Linked DNA regions of Sus scrofa: all the other regions are linked to region 2. Evidence: chromatin contacts called from public HiChIP or PLAC-seq data. All regions are on one chromosome and are shown on one strand. Each heading gives the region's core, a stretch centred on a gene start, on an enhancer-like site or on the middle of the called end of the contact. The rest is flanking DNA. Distances are from core to core; before and after follow the strand shown.

What was found. HiChIP or PLAC-seq counts read pairs in DNA pulled down with a chosen protein or histone mark.
Region 1: a contact with region 2 is called in an H3K27ac HiChIP or PLAC-seq map of alveolar macrophages. The contact joins two enhancer-like sites. A contact is called at or near these places in 2 of 47 Hi-C or Micro-C datasets (omental adipose tissue and subcutaneous adipose tissue) and 1 of 2 datasets of contacts at active chromatin or transcription factors (alveolar macrophages).
Region 3: a contact with region 2 is called in an H3K27ac HiChIP or PLAC-seq map of alveolar macrophages. The contact joins two enhancer-like sites. A contact is called at or near these places in 11 of 47 Hi-C or Micro-C datasets (alveolar macrophages, blood, embryonic fibroblasts and 5 more) and 1 of 2 datasets of contacts at active chromatin or transcription factors (alveolar macrophages).

What each region holds. Positions count from the first base shown.
Region 1 is chr15:126,643,561-126,646,938 of Sscrofa11.1, forward strand. The region is part of intron 1 of DOCK10 (dedicator of cytokinesis protein 10); the gene reads right to left. Among named protein-coding and RNA genes, the nearest start is that of DOCK10, 67 kb to the right of the region's middle. Within about 2 kb of position 1,266, at least 2 of the 83 cell types and tissues checked have an H3K27ac peak or open chromatin away from gene starts, as enhancers often do. A contact at or near this core is called in alveolar macrophages, where this site is marked.
Region 2 is chr15:126,558,393-126,562,161 of Sscrofa11.1, forward strand. DOCK10 (dedicator of cytokinesis protein 10) reads right to left here. Exons shown (of 56, transcript XM_021074807.1): 4 at 3,675-3,757. Among named protein-coding and RNA genes, the nearest start is that of DOCK10, 150 kb to the right of the region's middle. Within about 2 kb of position 1,954, at least 16 of the 83 cell types and tissues checked have an H3K27ac peak or open chromatin away from gene starts, as enhancers often do. A contact at or near this core is called in alveolar macrophages, where this site is marked.
Region 3 is chr15:126,664,194-126,667,905 of Sscrofa11.1, forward strand. All of the region lies in intron 1 of DOCK10 (dedicator of cytokinesis protein 10), which reads right to left. Among named protein-coding and RNA genes, the nearest start is that of DOCK10, 46 kb to the right of the region's middle. Within about 2 kb of position 2,253, at least 4 of the 83 cell types and tissues checked have an H3K27ac peak or open chromatin away from gene starts, as enhancers often do. A contact at or near this core is called in alveolar macrophages, where this site is marked.

The DNA.
Region 1 (3,378 bases), core at 16-2,515, 84 kb after region 2:
AAATTCAACCTCACTAAAGTGAAATAAGAACATTTACTCAGGATTTAGAATGTTTGGACGTCATTTCCTCTGCATGCATAAAGCTAAAACTGGGCAAAACATGTTAAACTCCCTTTGGTAATAACATTTTATTAAATTAGAATATTTATTGTAGAGTAAGAAGAGAGATTATTTGATTTCCCTTGAAGTAGGTCCCATAGTACAGTTCTCTCTGGTCCTGATTTTATTCATAGGACATAAATGTAAACAAATCTATGTTCCAAAGAGATGGCATTATTATTTTCATAAATAATTCATCTCCTTCATTTAGCCTTCTTCCTGATCCCTGGTTCTCAAAGAACGGGACCAGGAAGGGAGGATTACAGTGCCTAATCTACAGGACAGAACACAAATGCAGAGGTGTGCTGAAGGTCAAAAAGCTGATCAAGTAGCAGCATGACAATACCCTCAGAGACCCTCTCTTCTGGCCACACTCATGGTACCACGCTTTGGGGTAGATGCGGAACAAATGCACTAAAACTCTAGTGTAAACTGCCTCCCATCACTGATGAGTCAGTCACCCAATGGCTAATGAACTCTCATTGGTATAGTGAGCTACAGAGACTCTTTGGTACTTAAATTGGCCCCTTACCTGCAAGACTTTGTCCTGGTATAATGCGTACTACCTTACAAAACGATTCCATAAAAATAAACATTTTGGTGGTTCCAACAGACAGGACAGATGGAGTCTCTATTTCACAAACCCAGACAAATGAATCTGCACGTTTAGGTCATAGGGGCTTTTAAGTGTAAGACTTGAGACTCAGGACACTGGGCTTTCTGACTCCAAATGGCCATTGAATCACAACAGTTCGAAGACCCTCAGGTGAACAAAAGACATTCAGAAAAACCCCAAGTTCCTTTGTATCTAGTTAGGCAGAGAGTGAATACATTGCAAAAATCAACTAAGTTTGAAAAAAAAAAAGAGAGAGAGAGAGAAGTTTCCCTTTTGGCTGAGTCCACATCATTCACCAGCAAACTTTTCCTGTAAAGGGCCAGACTGTAAATATTTTAGGCTTTGTGGGCCATATATGGCCTCTGTTGCATAGTCTTCTTTTTCTTCCTTTTTTGTTTTGTTTTATAAAACTTTAAAACCGTGGAAACTGTTCTTAGTTCATCAGGCCTACAAAGACAGACCGTGGGCGGGATCTGACCCATCTACCACAGTGCATCAGAGCCCTGGACCTGGCAACCACCATGGGAAGATTTTTAATGCAGGTCTCAGGGAGTAACCGAGGTTCCCCAGTTCTGAAATAAGTGCACAGCCTTGACTCAGAAAAGAGAGTTCCCTCCCCAACTCACCACAAGTCAGGCTACCTTTATTTTCATCTATCTTCAACCAAAATTAAAGATAAAGCCAAGTTCGGCATGCTACAGACACGATATCCTTAGCGTTCACAAATTAAATTGTATGGTTTCTGCAGTTCCTGAATGGGAAAGGTGGTGTCTCCATAGCACCAGGGTGAGGGTTGGACTCCTTCTGGGCACAGTGGGTTGAGGGGATCTGGTGTTGCCACAGCTATTGCGTGGGTTGCAGCTGTGGCTCGGATCCGATCCCTGGCCCAGGAACTCCATATGTCACAAGGCAGTCAAAAATGAAGAATAAATAAATTTTATGGTTTCTAATATTTCAGAGACTCGTGGATTTTTAAAAATGCTTCTCTCTTAAGACCCTTAAATTGTGCATGAGAGTTTCTTATATAATGAGAGAGATTAGCAGCCTACCTAGCACTTGCTTCTTGCCTTCTTTTTGTTTGATTTCTATCCTCCATCAAGTAAATGGGTAAATATTCCTTTTTTTGGGGGGGGGAATAGGCCTGAAAATGGGGGCCAGCTTTTAGGGTTGATGATTAGCAAATGGCATCCAAAATCTATGGACGTTCCCCGGAAAAGAGCACATCTCCATAAATTAAATTAATATCTGAGGCTTTCAACAAAATGTGCAATAAAGGACATAAGACAAACAATTCAGAAAAATATTTCAGTTAATTCTCCTATCAGAGAAAAAACTTTTGAGGAAGAGATAAATGAGAACTTTGAAGGAATTTCATAATCTTATCCCAGTTAAACTTCACTGAATTTTAATAGGCTATTGTAATAGTCTCAGATGATAGTACTCATGTGTCCCTTGCAAAGGCCAAGAGCCTACAGTGATTTATTCTAATGTTTTCCTAGCCTCTCCACTGTAGACTGTGCAGCCAAACTATAATCAATGCCAGCCCAAAGCTGATCTCTGCATAAAGATTCAGAACCTAGACTCAGCAATGAGATTCTTTGGTACAATGACAACTTGAGTGCCAAAGCCTTTTGAAGAATGTCAACATTCAAACCCTTGTGTTTATTGTAGTAGCTTTCTCTATTCTTAACTTAGTCCTGGACATTTTAATGAAGAGTTAAGAAGGCAACTTTATCAACTGAGCTTTTCATATCACTGTTACTTACTTAAAAATTTCAATGATACTCAAATTTTAGTCTATCAAAGCAAATTGTGCTGGGCATCACTGGGCCAGCTTAGTACCTGCCTACTTGGGGTTTCCCATCTACCAGTGAGATTAAAAACATATATGCATAGTGAAGTAAATAAACAACTAAAAGTTCAATGAAATAGCTAAAAATATGATTAACTAGAAATGGACTGACAAACTGTATTATAAAAAATGAGAAGAGAGGTCATTTATTCATTCATCAATCACTTAATTGGTATTTGTTTCTCTACCAGGTATTAAATCTCCTCTGAAGACTGTTCCTTGGAACTCAGAACCATATATACAACTTTTTACTTGAAATTTCTCATCTATAGACCTAACAGGCATTTCAAACTTAACACGTCTTACAGCGAATTTAAACTCTCTTGCCAAATCTTCTCCTTCAGTCTTCCCTTTCTGAATGGGAACTCAATTCTCTAGTTGTTCAGTCAACAAACAAACAAAAAACCCCTAAACCAAAATACCATACATTTATTCTTCATTCCTCTCTTTCTCTCCTTCTTCATGTTCAATCTGTAAGCAACCTATACTCATTCTACTTTTAAAATATCTCTGAATCTGGCCACTTCTCACAACATCAGCAACTACCATCTAGGTCTTTTGCTGGGATCATTGCAACAGCTGCCTGATTAATGGTCTCTCTGCTTCGACCCTGGACCCTCTGCAGCCACAGATCCTGCTACTGCCCTGCTCAAGGCCATCCAAATTAATAAGCCTATCATTAATATAGCATGTACTACCCACCAGGCACCGTTCTAAGCTCTTTGCAGTTATTATTATTATTATTATTATTATTTTTTTTTTTTTTTTTTTTTTTTTTTTTTTTTTTTTTTGCTTTTTAGGATCGTACCTG
Region 2 (3,769 bases), core at 704-3,203:
TTCTGCCATTCAATAGGCTGCTTTTCCATTTTGTTGATGATGTCCTTTGCTGTGCAGAAGCTTTTTAGTTTAATGTAGTCTCATTTGTTTATATTCGATTTTGTTGTCTTTGCTTCTGGAGTCAGATCCAAAAAAATCATTGCCAAAACCAGCGTCAAGGAGCTTACCATCTGTGTTTTTTTTCCAAGAGGTTTTATGGTTTTTGATCTTATATTCAAGTAATAAATCCATTTGAGTTAATTTTGTGTATAAGACAGTAGTCTAGTTTCATTTTTTTGTTTGTAGCTGTCCAGTTTTCCCAACACTTCTTTTTTTTTTTTTTTTTGCCACACCCATGGCATATGGAAGTTCCTGGGATGCGGATCAAAACCAAGCTGCAGCTGTAACTCATGCCATAGCTGTGGCAATGCTGGCTCCTTTAAGAGACTGCTCTGTGCAAGGGATGGTACATGAGCTCCAGCAGTGGTCTGAGCCGCTGCAGAAACAACACTGGATCCTTAACCCATTGTACCACAGTGGGAACTCCCAACACAGTTTATTGAAGACATTGTCATTTCCCCATTGTATTCTTGGTTCCTTTGTAATCATACTTTTTTTTTTTTTTTTACAACATTCTTGTCTCCCAAGAACACAAATTTCAGTGCTGATTTTTATTTCTAATGTGTGAAAGCTTTATATTTTACATTGTAGCCTGAAATAAAGTCTTTTTCCAGTACCTTCCTATGCACAGACACTAAAGTAAGGTTCTTAAGCGTCAATAATAACACAATTTTAAATTTAGACAAAAAATGAGGGAGATAAACACGCATCTTTTTTCACTTCTCCGTAATTGCAAGTTTTTATTTTACAGCCTCAGCAAACCATAAAAAGACATGATCATTTTAAATTGGTAGCAGACATAGGAGAATTCTTCTAATCCAGGAGGTATGAAAATGATTTACTTCTAATAGCCTCAGAAGGCCTAAGTAAATTATGTTTCCACTACTGACCTAAATATGTATTGTCTTTAGTAGAGAGTGCTTAGTTTTGTAAAATCATTAAAAAAAAAAAAAAACTTTCACTCTTCAATATTACAGTTTTCGTTTGTTCAGGGGATACGTGAGGATTATTCTAGAACCTCTGCTTTTCATTTTGAATGTACATATTTTATTCATTGCAGTTTCTTACTTAGTGGCAGTTTATTCTTCCCCTTCTTGGTATCGACTTCCACTTCCTTTAGTTAAAGTGAGGGCAATTCTCAATATATTGGTTACTTTTGCATTTCTTCTCACGAGATTTCTTCTCACGCTCTATGAGAATTCCAACTCAGCAGCAACCAGACCCTCTTCTGACTGAAGGTGCTTTCTCTATTGTTTTCATAGAGAAAGAATAAGGTAAATAAGGTAAATGCATTTATTTTTCCTTACGGCACTGCGAATACAGGAAAAGGTGAACAATGTTTGGGGATAAAGCCACTAAAGAACTCAACAGACCTGGAGTTCCCATCGTGGCGCAGTGGTTAACGAATCCGACTAGGAACCGTGAGGTTGCGGGTTCGATCCCTGCCCTTGCTCAGTGGGTTAACGATCTGGCGTTGCCGTGAGCTGTGGTGTAGGTTGCAGACGCATCTCGGATCTTGCGTTGCTGTGGCTCTGGTGTAGGCAGGCAGCTACAGCTCCGATTCGACCCCTAGCCTGGGAACCTCCATATGCCGCTGGAGCGGCCCAAGAAATGACAAAAAAAAAAAAAAAAAAAAAAAAAAGAAAAAAAAAGAAAAAAAAAAAAAAGAACTCAACAGACCTAAAGACGGTGGGGAGGCCCTGATGCAAAAGGGCAGCTACACACAGTTTTCTACACTCTCTCCCTTTATATGCAGGCTTCCAAGCACTTGGACACAGCTTCCAAGCTGTCACTGCTTCTCAGAACTATTTTCAGAAAGAGGAAGTCTTGATTTTAAAGGCTGCTTTGCTTTTCAGTTGCATCTACAAAAAGCGTGTGACTAATACCCAGTCATTCTGAACATAATCATGACTCACAGAGGCCTCTGGTGTGATGGGACCTTCCCAACGTGAAGCTACAGGGGGTTCGCTATGAGGAGGGACCTGAATCTGAAGGAATGCTCAGAAATTTGGCGAAAGTGGACATTCACTGTTTTGAATAAAGATCAGTTGTTTTGGAGGAGCGTTGCCTTGCTCTTCACAGTATGCAACTCCCAAAGAAAGGGCCTTTCTCCCTCTCAAAACAAACAAACAAACAAAAAAAGAAAAACCGAAAAAACCCCTCATTGCCACAGTCTCCTTCTCCATAGAGTAGAGCAGGTAATCTCTGAAAGAGGTAAACCAGATCATGCCACCTTCTAGGCTGCAATTTCCACAGGCTTCTGTTGCAATGAGAATAAAAATCCAAGCTCCTTTCCAGGGCCCACGAGGTCGGTCCCCTGTCTAGTTCCACGGTTTCATCAACCTTTCGTTTCAGCCTCGCAGATTGTCACTCTGCTCAAGGAACCCTTCTATTCCCACCTCATGGCCTTTGCCCTTGCTGCTTCCTCTGGAAACTTTTCCAGAAACTGCAATGCTGACAGCGACTAATCCTTCAGATCTGAGCTCAAAAATCACCTTCCCAGAGCTATTCCATAACTCCCCCCTTCACCTTCTGCAGTCAGGAGTTGATACTTCCAAGTATCCAAGTCCAAAAAAGATGTTTTTGAGGGCATGGGAACGCTTAGAAAGTGGTGCCCAAATCTGAACCACGTGTCCATTAAGAAGTTAGATGCAATGTGTATGATCTCAAAGTTTCGCTTGAGGAAATGTTAACAAAAATTTAACTTTTTACCATCCTAAGTGTTTTTCTGGATGATCTGCATCATTTTAGTTTGATGGACCATTTTAGTTTGTGTTGGGAGATTCTGGGTCATTGCAATTCTCTGATTTTAAACCACTCTGATCCCATACAGGATTATTACATTTTAAAAATTTCCACTCATTCGGTTTACTTATGCAGTAAGTATAATAAGTAGTTATTGTACACCTACTATGTGCCAGGCATTCTCTTAGGCATGCAGGGGATTCTGCAAGGAAGAATTCCTGTCCTTTGGATATTCTCACTTTTGTAGGAGACACAGACCCAGAATTAATGACTATTCTAGTTCAGGTAGTCTGTCAGGTGAGCACTCCCATGGAGGTGATATTTAAGGACAAAGTCACCTTCACCTAAAGATTCTATTTCCTCATAGTCCCCCCTGCCATCAGGTGTTTGTTTTTTTCCTTTTTGCTGTTCTTAGACATCTACCATCTCTGTAGAGGTTATTTTCATGCCTTTTGATATCCCAGCACAAACACACATGAAACTAATAGCAAATACGAACACTAGATACAGAACATTGTCAGAAAACTTTTTTTGGTCCAGACTGTACTTTTTTAAGTCCTCTCACACCAGCTCTTGAAAGATCAGTTCACAAAAGAATGATATGAGACTTTAAAACTTTTGTTCAAAACCTGAGTATATTTCTCTCTCACCCCAATTCTGTGAATATTACAAACAATACATTGCTGAAAAAAAAGTTCTATTGTGACTCTTATTTTCAAATAGTGTAGAACATATCTTGATACTAGATTAACACATATGTATTCATCATCAATCGCAAACTATGGTTAAAGAACACAGTTTGCATACGAGGACTTAGGATAGGCTCTTACCGGGGTAACTGCCGAATGTCTCCAGAATACTGTTCATATTTATAGTTGACCACATACCACTGGGAACTATAAAATTTACAAGCCTGAAAGGGGAA
Region 3 (3,712 bases), core at 1,003-3,502, 110 kb after region 2:
CATATCAGATAAGAAAAATTAAGCCCAAAGAAGCAACTTTTCCCAGGTCTCCAATCTGATGGTTGCAATCTGGCCATACGCAACAGTAAATATTAGCACTTATTTTATTGCATGTCAAGTGCTTGGAAAAGCTCAGGAATGGACTTGAAAGCTTTATTAGATATGACATGATAGTTTCCCTGCTGATGGTTCTTCAGAATGCATCCTGCTCCATGTCACAAGGCACTGATGCAGTCACTTCAATTGGTAAGTGACCTTAAATTAGAAAATTATGGTCTACCGAGGGCTAAGAGGATGTGGCTTTTCATAGCAAATACCGTTTATGCAAAAATACAGCTGGCCCCAAGGAAGTGATTCCTGGTGAGTCTTCTGAAGCCATAAAAGTTATGTCCTATCATGTATAAAAAAAGCTCTAGGATCATTCAAATTATAAACACACACACACAATTACTAGCCTTTCATGTCATGTTTCAGTCCCATTGCTGTAGCTTCTATTGGTTTGTGTGTCTGTTTCTAAAAACACAAGGAAAGACTCATGACCTCTGGGGAATTCTTGGTGTCTGGAGATATATGTTGTTTCTTATAGTCGTTAATGGAATTGTACTTTCCATGTGTGGAAGAACAAAAGGTAAATCTTTTTTTTTTTTCTTTTTTTGGCTGCACCTGCAGCATATGGAAGTTCCCAGGCTAGGGGTCAAACAAGAGCTGCAGCTGAAGCCTATGCTGCAGCCACAGGAATACCAGATTCGAGTTGCATCTGCCACCTATGCTGCAGCTTGTGGCAACGCTGGATCCTTAACCCACTGAGGGAGGCCTGGGATGGAACCCGAATCCTCGTGGGGACTATGTCAGGTTCTTAACCAGCTGAGCCACAAGAGAACTCCCCAAGAGGCAAATGCTTTAACAGGGCAAGAAAAACCCACTTTATTCCCTCTCTCTCCTTTTTTCTTTTTCTTTATTGTGGTAAGAACTCTCAACATGAGGTCTACTCACCTAATCGACATTGAAGTGTGCAGTACAGTATTATTATCTATGGGCAGAGATACTTTGTATAGCAGATCTCAAGAACCTACTCAACTTACACAACTGAACTTCATACCCACTGACCAGCAACTTCTCTTTCCCGCTCCACCAGCCTACTTTTCTTTTTTTAAAAAAGCAGACTTACTTTTTAAGAGCAACCAAGCCCACTTTTCAATGGTTTTGTCTTGAGCATTTCCTGTCCACAACTCATGGAAAAGAAACATAGTGCCCACCCCATTTGGAGGCCAACAGAATTTCAACACATTCGCAATGCCTAGAAGGTGTCCTCAGTAAGAGCAGGAAGAGGAAGAAGAAGGGCTTGAGAATGATGAGTCCATCGGCCAGCCATGGCCTTTGGAGAAAGATGCTTTACAACAGTGCTCTAGCTCCTCCTAGAAAGAAATGCCATTGCTAGAAAGTGGTGTGTTAACCTGGCGTTGAAGGAGTTAACCTATGTTTAGAGCTGGTTAGTGTCAACAGTGGGGAGTCAAAGAGTATTACAGGCAGTGATAGCTTATCAGTATTTTGAAATGATTAGCTTTAAAGTGATTGGTTGGCTAATAATAGCAGACATAATAGTAGTAGTTTTGGTGATTTTTCAGGGTATGTGTATTTACCAACAAGTACACAGGAGGCAAGAGCAGGTGCTGGGACTTTGGTAAACCATGAGCAGGCTTATTAGAGGTGTGCCACTGTATACCAGAGTGCCTAAAATCAAGTTTTATTTAAAGTACCATGAGGGGCAGTTTATTCCGCCAGGAGAGTTAGACATGGTTTCTTTTTCTTTCTTTTCTTTCCTTTTTTTTTTTTTGGTCTTTTTTGCCTTTTCTAGGGCCGATCCCAGGGCATATGGAGGTTCCTAGGCTAGGGGTCTAATCGGAGCTGTAGCCGCCATCCTACACCAGGGCCACAGCAATGCCAGATCCAAGCCGCATCTGCAACCTACACCACAGCTCACGGCAATGCCAGATCCTTAACCCACTGAGCAAGGCCAGGGATTGAACCCGCAACCTCATAGATCCTAGTCGGATTCGTTAACCACTGAGCCACGACGGGAACTCCTAGATGTGGTTTCTTAGAAGCTAAAAGATTTGAGCTGGACCTTGAAGGATGGATACATAATGCCTGGGAAGGAAAGTGAAGAAAAATCTTTCAAACATGAAAGGCACCCTGCTCCTGCAGACAAACATGCTTCTCTGCCTGATGCTAAAATCTCTTCATATAAGCACCGCCCTCTGGTGTCCATTGTGAGAAGAGGCCTCAAGAGCAAACATTCATCCTCTTTGCTGCATTGTTGTGTAAGAATGACCAAATTGTCATCCTCAGTATCATTTCATCATAGTATCATTTCTTCAGATCTCATCCCTAAGTGGCATGAGGAATAAAAGCAGATACTAGCCAGGAATTGCAACCAGGAATTGCTACAACAGTACCAACGGCCACACACAAAGCTTCCTTGATGAGTTTATGCAGAAGCAAACCTGGTTCTTCTTAGAGCCCTTTATTGACAGACATGAACGAGAACTAGATCTATTAATTTCTCTGGCCTTAGTGGTTGATTATTTCTTTGGCCTCAGCTGTTCAGCTTTCTTTTAGAAGTGACTAGATTAAGATTCAGAAAGTGTTTTAGTGACTGCTCATCACAGTATGACAAGAGCCAGACACAGGCTCAGACAGACGAATGGATACATCCACAGAGGCAGAAGGACAGAAACCAGTACTCGACATCTCATCCCCCATGGCTCCCAGAAAGGGTCTGGAGTGTTGGCAGGTGCTCAGAACACACTGAAGAATCAGTATGAACCAGATCGGTGTTGCCTGCCCTGGGGTGGACAGGTAAGAACTGATGAAAGAGGGAGAAAACTTATAAGGGGACAAATGCCATCTCTAATAACGAATGGAAAGGAATTTCAGAAGGCTACAGTTTTGAGTTGGGAGTTCGGAATAAATACCCTCAAGGAGAGTTTGAGCTCCCTGGGGGGTGGGGTGGGCTTTCTTCCACCAGAAGAGGGATCTGAGGCGCAGAATTATCGCTGGCAGTGCAGTCCTCTCAATGAGAATCCGAGTAAAGACCCACAATCCTGAAGTCATGCTCTACTGATTTCACTGACTTCATTTTTAATCAAATGAATTGTTTGTTCAAAAAACGGCACATCCAAAGCCCAGAAATACTCTCCATTTATTTCAGTCTCAAATAAAAGGTTTTCTCTAATAGCAGTCCTCGTTCCAAATCTTATAGAGTGGAGTGGCTGGCATTTCACTAGCATCCTTGATCCCTCATGACCTTTCCTGGCTGCTAAAACTATGAGAAATATTGTTTCTTTAAAGCTCTATGATCTGCATGTATCCTGATAATAGAGGCTCCATGGCTTCCAAGCCACTTTGGGGAGAGAAGCCATGATTCTCACATGAAATGTTCAAAGGCATTATAACTTTATATCTTTTACATCACTTAAATCTTAATGTTTAAATGCAGTCCTACAACTGCCCCCCTCAGGTCTAATTTTATAGAGCCCACTGCTCAGTTCGGATAGTCTAGCAAAAATAAACATCGAAATTAAAAACCAAGAAGCTGTTCGATGATCATAAAAAGAATGAGGGCTAACATTTCTTGAACATGTCCTATTTGCTTAGTTTTTCCTTTTTCAATCTGTGATGTAAGTGTGTGATTAGGTCTTGTAGTGGGTTG